Regions from separate parts of the Zea mays genome. Here region 2 is linked to region 1. The links are chromatin contacts, called in public Hi-C maps. All regions are on one chromosome and are shown on one strand. The core of a region is the stretch at or near the end of the contact, and the rest is flanking DNA. Distances in the headings are between cores, read along the strand shown. Region 1 holds the start of LOC100272544 (RNA polymerase I specific transcription initiation factor RRN3 protein). Region 2 overlaps LOC109939920 (a long non-coding RNA gene).

What was found. A called contact is a pair of places that touch in the nucleus more often than the background predicts.
Region 2: a Hi-C map of leaf shows a contact between it and region 1, with 7 times the contacts expected there. The contact joins the enhancer-like site here to the promoter of LOC100272544 in region 1. A contact is called at or near these places in 3 of 25 Hi-C or Micro-C datasets (endosperm and leaf).

What each region holds. Positions count from the first base shown.
Region 1 is chr5:54,160,823-54,166,273 of Zm-B73-REFERENCE-NAM-5.0, forward strand. LOC100272544 (RNA polymerase I specific transcription initiation factor RRN3 protein) reads right to left here and starts at 3,867. Exons shown (of 16, transcript NM_001359658.1): 1 at 3,314-3,867; 2 at 3,040-3,185; 3 at 1,432-1,536; 4 at 1,273-1,344; 5 at 1,126-1,197; 6 at 810-1,046; 7 at 236-343; 8 at 41-154. The coding sequence starts at 3,135.
Region 2 is chr5:54,270,931-54,276,674 of Zm-B73-REFERENCE-NAM-5.0, forward strand. LOC109939920 (a long non-coding RNA gene) reads right to left here. Exons shown (of 4, transcript XR_004849425.1): 1 at 4,696-5,744; 2 at 4,478-4,613; 3 at 3,839-4,034; 4 at 2,595-2,876. It also overlaps the pseudogene LOC118472011. Among protein-coding and RNA genes, the nearest start is that of LOC109939920, 3.9 kb to the right of the region's middle. Within about 2 kb of position 1,636, at least 19 of the 20 cell types and tissues checked have an H3K27ac peak or open chromatin away from gene starts, as enhancers often do. A contact at or near this core is called in endosperm and leaf, where this site is marked.

The DNA.
Region 1 (5,451 bases), core at 2,617-5,116:
CTCACTTAGTAACACAAAGAACATTCTAAATACGACAAACCTTTGTTCCTTCTTGACCAAGGTTATCTTCATCCTCAGCCAAATCCTCAAGCTCCATGTCAAATATACCTTTGTTGTGTTCATCTTGAAGAATATCTTCCCATGTTATATTAACCTGCATAATTCCAATCAACCAATAAGAGAAAAAAAAGTTGTAATATAGATTACCTAGCCATACAAAAGGAAAGGAGCATACATCCAATTCTGTAAGTAGGTACACAACTTTCTCCAACAATGACGACCCAATAATGTCCCAAACAACAGCATCAAGTCCCAACATGCACTTGACAAATGATACCATCTTCTGCAAAGACAATCCCAGAAGGTAAGATTGACTGCTCATAAGCAGTGTGAGTGGTGCATGTGAAAAAAATGCACAGTAGGATTGTAAACTATGGACATGGTATTATTAAACAAACAGTACCTCGGCAAGAAGACAGGTTTGTAAGATAAGTGGATTGAAGAAAACATGTTGAGTACTAAGAAATGCATGAAGGCATCAGATAGATATAATAGCACATAACTTACATTATGTTGAAACTGGACAACATTAGTTTGCATCCTATTTTTTAGCTACCCCTCGCTCAACCCAATAAAGAATCAGAGAAAAGAACGAAGTCAAGGACAACAACAGAGCCATGGGGAGAGGTTATAGTTTTTATGAACCATACATGTGCCAATTGTCTATAAAGAATTCAAGTTGGGACTATCTGTAAACAGACACAACAGCTATTGAAAAAAATAAAATAGCCTATAGGAATAACACTTACAGCTTTGCTATCAAACAACTTTGGCATACTCCTATCAATTATATCCTTTAACATCCTTGGTGCCAAGGGCACAGTGTCAGAAATCATTTTCAAACTCTCTTGCAACTGAGAGTAGATTTTTTCCTTCTTTGGAAGCCACCTTGGCTCCTCAATGTAACGAATGAGGGGTCCAGGTGGAGTGAAATTATTCACAAGCATCTGCAAACATTCTCTGAGATATTGGTCTGCCACAGCAGCCTACACGAACACAGATCCATCAGAAACTCAAACAAACATAAAAGCAGAAAACTCTGGATATACAACTGAGGAAGTATACCAATCTGGTTATTAAATCCAAAAACACCACCCTCGTGTCACTGTGCAAGTGCCAGACACACATGGTAAATATCTGAAAAAGAATAATTTTAGTAACATTTCATTCACTCAACAAAAATAAAGGGATGACCACTCAGGGTTACATTACATTGTGTAGAAGTGCATGATGATACACGGTGTCTATCTTGGATACTGCTTGTGATAGTGCCCTCAAAATAGTCTGGAAAAAGGTAGGGCATAAGCATGAAATAGAATTAACAGTGTAGAAAGGTGGACATGTTGAAATAGAGTTGAGTTACGAACTTACAACAAACATAGCTTCATCATCTGTACTCCTTTTCTTGGTAGGGTCTATAATGCCTAGCATGTAATCATAATAATCTTTGTCCCTTATGTCAATTAAAAACGGATCCTAAATGATAGATCAACATGTTAATACCTTGACATTGTACTATACGAGTAACTCAGGAATTCATTAAAAAGACAGTACAATTTTGCTCTGAAGTTCTCATAAGTCCTTGTTTGGATGATATCGAAAGCAAAATAAAAAACGGAATGAATTCCTTAACGTAGGGGACAAGTTAAAGGCAGTGTACTCAAATTAGCAGACTGAGCTCAGACAAGAAATACAAATTTTAAATGGCATACATATTGCTCAATAACTTATGTATTTTGGGTTCTGCTTGGTGAGTCTTTTAAATGACAAGGCATTACTCCAATCTTCACTGAAGTACATAGCTACAACAAGCAAAAAGAACATGACTGTTACCTACTCTCTAATGAAGGCAAATAAACACTGCAGGTACTTTCATTTGTCCACCTGTTAAAACATGTATTGTGTACAAGCTTCCTTAATATAGTGGTTTTGAGGTGTAAAAGCAGAAGAATCATGCATTTGTTAATTAAAAACCCGCAATTTGAAAATGATCAGCTTTCAATTTCCCTGACTCCACATCTCACATGCATCTGGCAAATTTGACCATGTCTTCACCAGCAAGCTTTAGTTTCTAACTCAATGCAGGAAAATAAAGTTCACCACAAGTCTCAGCTTTGTTCTGGAGAGTATGTTCAGAACATGAGACTTTAATGTTTAACAAATTATCAACAGAAGCTGGCAAAAGATGTATGCCATTTAATTAGTTAACTTCTAGCAGATAGAAGCAATTTAGACGAGAGATCTACAGAACTGATCCACAGGGGCGGAGGCTCATGGAGGGGAAACTGCCACCACCCCCCTCCTCTGGAACAGCAGTAACTCTAATAGCATACAATCCTCATGGATGCTTTATAGGATGCACCTATAGTCATGATTTGAGAAGTTTGGTAGCTAATACAGTAGCAGCTTTTGCAATTGCCCCTCCTTGCTTTTGGATCACCCTCCGCCGCTGCTGATATGAAACAAAACCGGAGATAGAGGACAACGATTGGTGAATTCCTGGACTTGATAACAAATATTTGTCAGATCCGCACTTGGTTCTGCTTTAGTGTTTTCATCCAGCAGATGCTTAGGTTTGAATACAAGGTTTCTCAATACAAGGTTTGAATACTACACTTTTCTGTATCAGGGTGCTTTCTCAATACAAGGTTTGAATACTGCACTTCTCTGTATCACATTCTAGCGTCCTAAATCCTAGGAGACCTTAGTTGAGGTACAAGCAGAGCTACTATATTGCATCTGAACATATAGTCCAAGTTCAGGGGGTTCACCAATTTACTTGCCAAGCTCCACTGAATGCTCAAAAAAAATGCTTAACAAATGAAGCAATAAAGTGAAGCATAGCAAGATTGAAGATACAGATTCTTAAGTACTTCCAAGTCCAACGAGAATACTAATCATCCAAGGCAAATAATAATCCACCTAAATCAATGTCCAGTCATATTACACAGCAACGAACTGAGGATGGAAGGCCCGTACCATCCGCACGGACTGCAGGACTTTCCCGACAAACTCGAACACCTCGGAGTCCCTGAAGGTCCCCTGCATATCTTCGTACCCCTGCTCCGCCCCCATCGCCAGCTACCCCCAACACCTCCTCACGGGAAGAATCTCAGCAATGGGATCTACAGAAACCACAGAACGAATCAAGACGAATCCGTGGACGAAGTGGAGAGAATTCGGGAGAAGGCGATCCGGGACAGGGACCGGCTGTCAGTGGCGGACGATGCGCCAAAATCAAGGTGTTACTAACGCGGAGCCGTGGAGCTTTGTGCCGGAACCCCAGCGGGGAACAGGAGCCGAGCGGGGCGGCTGGACCTGGGCAGGGGCGCGGCCGCGCGGGGCGGGGCGGAGCTCGGCACCTCGGCCTGAAGGCGGGTCCGCGCTTCCGCGAGAGGAGCTCCTCTGCTCGGCGCCCGCGGCGAGGAGCTCGTCCAGTCGTCCTGCCGAGCGGGCGGGCGGCCTGGGCGGAGCTCGGGTAGGCGGCGCCTCAGCCTGGGCGCGGGCAGGTCCGGTCGGAGCTCACGGCTGCCCGGCGCCGGCGGTCCGGGGCGACGGAGCTCGGAGGCGCGGCGTGGAGGCCTGGCGTGGCGTCGGCGGCTCGGCGGACGACGGGATGAGTCGCGTGGAACAGGATGCCTCCTAGGGTTAGGAATTACTACTATTTTTTATTTATTGATGATTGATGGTCTCCTGTTGCCTGTTGGATGGCTAGGGTTTTTGTGTGGGAGCGAGAGGGGGGCGCGTGTAGGACGCGAAGTTTAGGGCTCTTCTGGAATTACAGGAATCATATTCACAGAAAAATATAGAAAACGGGAAATTTTCCTGCAATACAACGGCCAGCGAAACTCGCGTATCCTAGACGGGTTCCGCCTCGCGTATCCTGGGCGGATAATTGCCCGTGATCCCTGTTCCGATCTTCTTATGGGCTAGGCCAACAGCGATCCCGAACCAAAACGGCCCCACCCGTAAATGGAACTAGGTAGTAGTTTATTTGGGCCAAACGATGATTTGGGCTTAATGGCTTTTGTTTTGTTCGTGATCAATCGAACGCCAGGTGTATTGACCATTTACAACTCTATTAGGGTTTGTTCGGTTATCTCTCAATCCATGTGGATTGAGTGGGATTGGGTGGGTTAAAATCTCAAATAAGTCAAACTCCTTCTTAATTTTTTCCAATCTCATCCAATCCATGGGTAACGGGATTAACCGAACAAGACCTTAGAGATAGACTACGACTACGGTTACACCCAGATTAAGGCCTTGGTTGTGTTTGGTTCCTTTAGTCACTTATTGATTAAAATATAGTCGCTAAAGTATCTCGTTTGATTACAGTGACTAAATCAGACTAAATAGCATTAATTGTTACTAGCTGAGTGTCCGTGTGTTGCAATGGGAATATATAATACCAGTATAGTATGATAATTTATATACAAAATGTGTGTTATATTGTTATGAGAAAATGTTTTAAAATCAATTTGTGATCCTAACCATACATAAATTTTGTTATTTTAATCTAGTCGTTTCACCACTACATTGCAACCATCAGTATCATGCAGACTTCGATATATGTCACGATTTGTATGGTCTCATCATTGGAGAGTACGTTCCACACATACCGGAAGAAATTTCCCCGTACATCGTTCGTCATCAGACACGCACCATCATACGCTCTTACTTAAACAAAAAGGTAAATATGTGTGTTTGCGAAGAGAATTAAACGCAGGCCGGCACAAAAGCTACCCTGACTAAATCAGACTAAAGAGCATTAATTGTTATGAATAATGATTGTATTACCTCTATTAATTAGTGGATGTTTGCTGCAAAAGAAAGTGAATAGAGCAAATAAGGTAAAAATGCTACTTCAGTCTCTTCATTCCCTTGATGGCTAAAGAACTAAAGTTTAGTCACCCCATTTTAGTCATTATGATTACTTATTTAGGGACTAAAAGTGACTAAACTTTAGGCACTAAACTTTAGTCACCTTAAACCAAACGGGACCTAATTCGTAGGAAGAAACGAAACCTCTCGAAGTGGATAGCTAAAAAGAAATGACAGAAAATGATTCTAAGATTGTTTCCTAGTTTACTTATTCCATCGGTTTCTTTATTCATGCATTCCGTTCATAATCTTATTTGTAGTCATATGCATCCATATACAACTGTTGTGCAATGATTTATCGTAACAGTTCGGAGCAGACAACCGCTCCTCAATTAATCTGAAGATTCTGAACGAACAACACTTTCATGTATCAGTTTTTCAGACAAGCAATATATGACCAATTTGTTGTCACAAGTCAAACACTACACTAGTGTTCATCGATCGGTCGTCGTAGCTCGGCAGGTGATCCATGTTGTAAACAACTAGAACAGGAGGCGCCCTTACGGGCGC
Region 2 (5,744 bases), core at 386-2,885, 110 kb after region 1:
CCGCTATTCACAGCAATACATACAAACAGACAAAAAGTACATAAAATAACAGTACACCAGACATGAGAACAAACGACGTCAGAATATTCTACGTGATGCTACGAGATCGTGAGTCCGAGAATCACTAAAATCAGAGTTACTGTTAGTAAGATATGGTTTTCGGAAGATTTTCGTGATTAAATAATAAAACTAAATTCTATGTTGATTAATGTAAATTATATGAGAGAATATATTAAAGTGATAACTAATTCAACTTTACTCTAAGTAATAACCTGAGCAGGGATCATATCCTAGTTTGGTTATAATTATGGATACATTAAGAAAGATTAATCTACCAAAACATAGGTTAGATAATATCTATTTATAAAAGTTATGGGACATGACCAAATAATATTGGTACTGTGTAGGCAACTTTATTACGAAACTAACACAACTTGAACGGATCAAAACGGAGTTAAAATGCACTAGATATGGATTATCTAAATTTGTTTATATAAATATTATGCTTAAAATATTCCCCATGGGCTGTTTTGAAACTTCTGTGGACCTAGTTGTGAAATTCAAGGACTTATTTATAATAATTCCCTGCTTGTGTGGACGGCGGGTTGATTTTACAAAAGCCGAGGGGCTCTTTATGAGGTTTGGCTCGGCTGTATTAGCCCCGTGCACATCACAACCGATAGATATGAGATCAATGTCACATATTCAACCAACGAAGGGGTAAGCGCCTAGTCTAATTGCAGCCGTACGATTTTGATCCAACGACTTTGATCACTCTGACCGAACCGTCAAGCTGATCTAATCCCAACCGTTTCTCCGTGAATCAACGGCCCATGATTGTCATCCTTCTACTGACATGAGCTCCGCGGCGGAGCCGGGGTATCTACGACGGCCCATCGCTGGAGTTGGGCGCCCCTCCCAACTCTGAACACCCCATCGACCAACCCCCGGTGTAAAACAAATATCTCGCATCGAAGAAAAATGTGAGGGGCTTCTTACGTGTGATTACGTGATGCCGGTGGATACCCACGCCACGGGGAGGTGCGTTCTGTGGCAGAACCCGAAACTCCAGCGACAAATTCTCGTGCCCCGATTGCCCTGCAATGCTTGAAAACGATGCTCCTGTGTTCATTGCATCCAGGCAACACTCCTGGCCCACATGCCAAACTCTGGTCGCCTGCACAGACGAATAACGACGGCGGCGACATCTTTGGCCTCAACCTCACTCTCTCACGGTGGTCGGTGGTGTTGGTACGACCCCGTTTGGGGATGGCTAGGGGCATTGAGTCATCAGATTTATAGCCCATGGAGGGCAAAGTCTGAGCGGAAGAGGTGGCGCGTTGCCAGGCTTACTGGGGATCTCGACCATTCTGTTACACTAGAACGAGCGAGAGGGGAGGAATCACGCCGACCTGATGGCCCTACATGCGCGTGACTGTGAGCGCAGAAGTGAGAGTTGATCTGACGAAGGGGGGTCCCACGCAGTGGAGGGTGTTGGCCGAGGAGGACTTACGCGAACTTGGGCTTGGAGCTGGGTTCAGACGCGACAAAGAAGATGGGTCTGACCAAGGTGGCCCGCGACCGCGAGCTAGTGACATAAACACATGTGCGCGTGGGGAAGACATTGCCCAACACCCGGGCCCTACTCGTCAGCGACTGCAAAAGTGTGTGGACTGGGCTGGCGTGGGTGGAAAAGGAGGAGGATGGGCTGAGCGGGGGAACGACGAGACTGGACCGGCTTAAGGAATTCGGTCCAGTGAGGGGTGAGTTCCTCTTTTTATTTTATTCTCCTATTTTGGTTTTCAATTTCAAATTTCAAGTTTGAATTCAAATCTGATATGCACAAACAAAAATTCCAGCATGATGCAAAGTATATGGATATTTATTATTGCTATTCTTATTTCTCTAAGTAAGAATACATTTAAAACATATAACTTAATAAAGATCAACCCACACAATCAAATAATTAAGGATCCCTTTTCCTACCATTCATTAAATAAAATAAGTAATAACCTTATCCATTTAAATGTTTATTACATATTCAAAAATGGTCATGAAACCTTTATTGGTTCGCACTTTGGTGAAATTCATTTGGAGAATCTTTCAAGTATAAGTTTTAAATGAAAGGATTATTTTAACTCCTCAAGGCTCATTTCATTTAGTCATTTGTTTCACAGTATTTTAATCTTGAGATAAACTTTTCCTAATTTACCTAAAACATGATTTTAGGGTATTACATGGCAATTATGTTTGCTACTCCTCGGAGGCTATAGTTAAATAGGAGTTTTTAAACATCCATATCTTCCACGATTTAAATTTGTTTCGTACCATTTAAGTTATGTTAGTTTCGTAGTAACGTCAGCTGCATGTTAAAAAGTTTATGTTGTTGCGACGCACGTCTGCTTTAATTATTTTTTAATTAGTTGTTTATCCAATGTTAATTAAAATAGTAATCTAGTTAAGACTAGACTATAGTTTTAATTCGCACTTTATAAATACATGTCAATGTGATTATGTCTACTCAAATATTTACTCAGATATTTCAAATTAATGGTTGCTTAGTATACAAACGATATTGATTAACAATCCTCGCATGTCGTGTCTTTTTAAGATTAGCTGTTTAAATGTGGCAAGTGCTACACATTGTTTATAAATATACTAGGTATATGCTCGTACGTTGCTACGAAATCAATATGATAAAATACATTGATATACAATGGCTCACAGTCTAGCATAGGTAGGAATAATTGTATAAAGCAGCTACGACCATTAAACAAAGATGGGATGGACAATAATACATGTAGTAGAGACCATTCCTTTCATCAGTTGCAGGCTATTAGGCTTGTCATTGCGCTTCCTCGGTCCATGCGTTAATCCTGCAAGAGTAGAAGTCCACTGATTCATAACTCATCAGAGAGATGAACTGAATGGAATCGTTGGTAAGGAATATTGGATATTCGAGTTCACTTTCATCGAATGCTTAAACCATATCTTCAACTCATAAATTCGGATCGAAGCAATACATATCAACTACCTGTCATATCTAGAAGTGAACTGATAGGAATGGGGCGCCTAATTCAAGTTTAAATGACGTCATATTAAAAGCAGATATGATTCCTAAGGATCTTCTATGTTTTTTAAAAGATGCAAAAAATCATTGCTAGAAATCCATTAAAATACCATGTAAGAATCAAGGAGTAACCCAACCGCCAGTGATCCTGATCTTCAAGATAAGAGCCATCACTCCACCTCATAACTTAAATAGCAAGAACATTTTCCTTGTCTGGATCACAAGGATGGCAGCAATCGGTAATTTCAAACTCAGATGGCAGCCTGCTAGCCTGACTGCGCCATAAGAACTATTGTCTCCAAAGTGTCCTAAAAAGGAAAAAAGAAAAAAAAGCGGGCAGCCAGCAGCCCAACACTCCTAATCATAACCAAAATATATAAGCTATCATATTTTGGGGTGCAATTTGAAAAACTATGTTCCTATAAAAAACAAAATTGTCTACATCTAAGCAAAACAATTCACAACAGTAAAACATGATTTATAAGTTTGGGGAGTGGAAGAACTTCACTTCTTTCAAATAGAGAGTAGAAGATACTAAATGGAAACTAAAATGCTGAAGAGATGTATACATGTAAACTTTTTGGATACCGCACGATAAACAATTTGTGGTTGCATATTATCGTGTATTCCACTTCTTAATAGACAACAACCTTTTAAGGGGAGCACACAGAAGTTATGAATCAAATATTGAAATAGATACCAGCAAATTAATCCCATGAAAGGAACATCAAATACACATTAAGATGTACAAATAGAGCGAACATTAACCTGATCACAATGCCATTTCAGCTTGTAGTGCAGCCAGCTCATCGTATTTAGCTATAACTTTCTGTGAAGTAGGGCAAGCTAGTTGCTTGTTTCCTGGGACATGCACTGGATGCACCGAAAGAGCTGCAACAGGCTCTAGAAGCTTAGATTCCAACTCTTCTCCTTCCAGCTCTTCAGGTTTTGCATCTAGTTCATCCTGTAAGTTTTTTCGGTGCAATGGGTGCTTAGTGTGTAAAACTATGCACAACAAGGTTGCAAATCTCAAATGTCCACCATGGTAATGTGATGACCGGCTCGTCCCTTGCCAAAAGTGCAAAATGATTAAAACCATATGTGTTGAGACGAGAATTTGTTTTCTTTCTGGAGAATCGCAACATCTATCATCGGCTCACCTGAATGCCAGAGTGGCTACAAAGGTAGAAATCAAATTCACTTGGATGACATATCTTTGTGTCAACCACAGTTACTAAGAACACAATAAAATTAGTATCTAGAAACACTAAGAATGCAGAGGAGAGCCATATATATATATATATATATATACACACACACACACACATACATATATGATTCATCAAATAGTAGTAATGTGCCCTCATCAGTTTCAAGAACAATTGCACAATAGCAATTTTGTTTTACCTTGCAAAATATTTCCACGTCGATCTGGTTGTCTGTGTGAACGATGATCTTCAGGACAAAACAGTGTGTGATGGCGCTTTTGCACCACTATGAATGTAACTAGAGGAAGGTAGCCCTCTTCCAAGCTGGCACACGCCTAAGTACAAACACAAACAATAAATTATGTAAACACAGTTAGGAGAATACATCAAAAGAGAATAATATTGCGAAGAAAAAACCTTTCTAATTGCATCCACTTCATAATGCAAGAACCGGCTAAACTGCTCCTCACTGGCATGTCTCTGCAAATCAAGGAAACAAGTAAAGTAACTCCAGGATTCTTCTCCAAGTATACAAGGTGTAGCTGTTTAGCTGTTGAAATATGTACTAACATAAAGAAAACTGGCAGGTCTTTTTCTTTACATGCAAGGAAAAGAGATTTAAGTTTAGACAACAACAAAATTCATTCAAACAGACAATTACGAACCCATAGAAAATTTTCCTATTTGGTTTGCGGCTCCCATTTGCCTTATAGAATGGCACGAGTAGTTCCCTGAAGCAAAAATATGACATTTAAAAAAAGGACAAATCATTTATCTGAAGAACTAAGTTAGACAACTAAGATGTTTAGCATGCCTGATCATTCCATAGGGAACAAATCCCTTTTGTGGATCCTTCACTTGTGTGAAAATATCAGCTATGATATTTTCCCTATGACCATGAGAAGACACCAAGCACCTATACTTTGAAAATTCTAGCCAATCCATTTATGCAACAACTAATCATAAACTTTTACATGTCCAATTAGAAACCAGAAACACACAGAGATCTCTCTCCAATAGGCCATGTCAATAAGAAGTCAAGGTGAAACAACAAAATGTTTCTTTAAAATTCTGACAAGGTGGAGCACTTGACATGTAGTTTTGCAGAAAGTTGTGAGGCCTCAACCTCACTATTGAGCTGGCTTCGACCGACGGCGCGACGCGACGTGTCACAGACTTCACCCATCATATTCTCAATGCAAGATCAGACAAAATTTGCAGCCTAGGAACACCTACCATGAAGCAAAACTCCCTAGTTCTATAGGACAAAACACTACTCGCAACTAATTAGAACTTAATTAATACTCATTCCTTCCTCTATAAAAAGGCCACCTGCATGTATCCATATTCAGCTCCATGAACAATCCTAAATTTCATAAAAATCTACTGTTGTTTGATTCTACACATGTGTATTTCATTTCCAGAGGCAGGAAATCTCCATGGATCCCACACCAACCGCAGAAAAC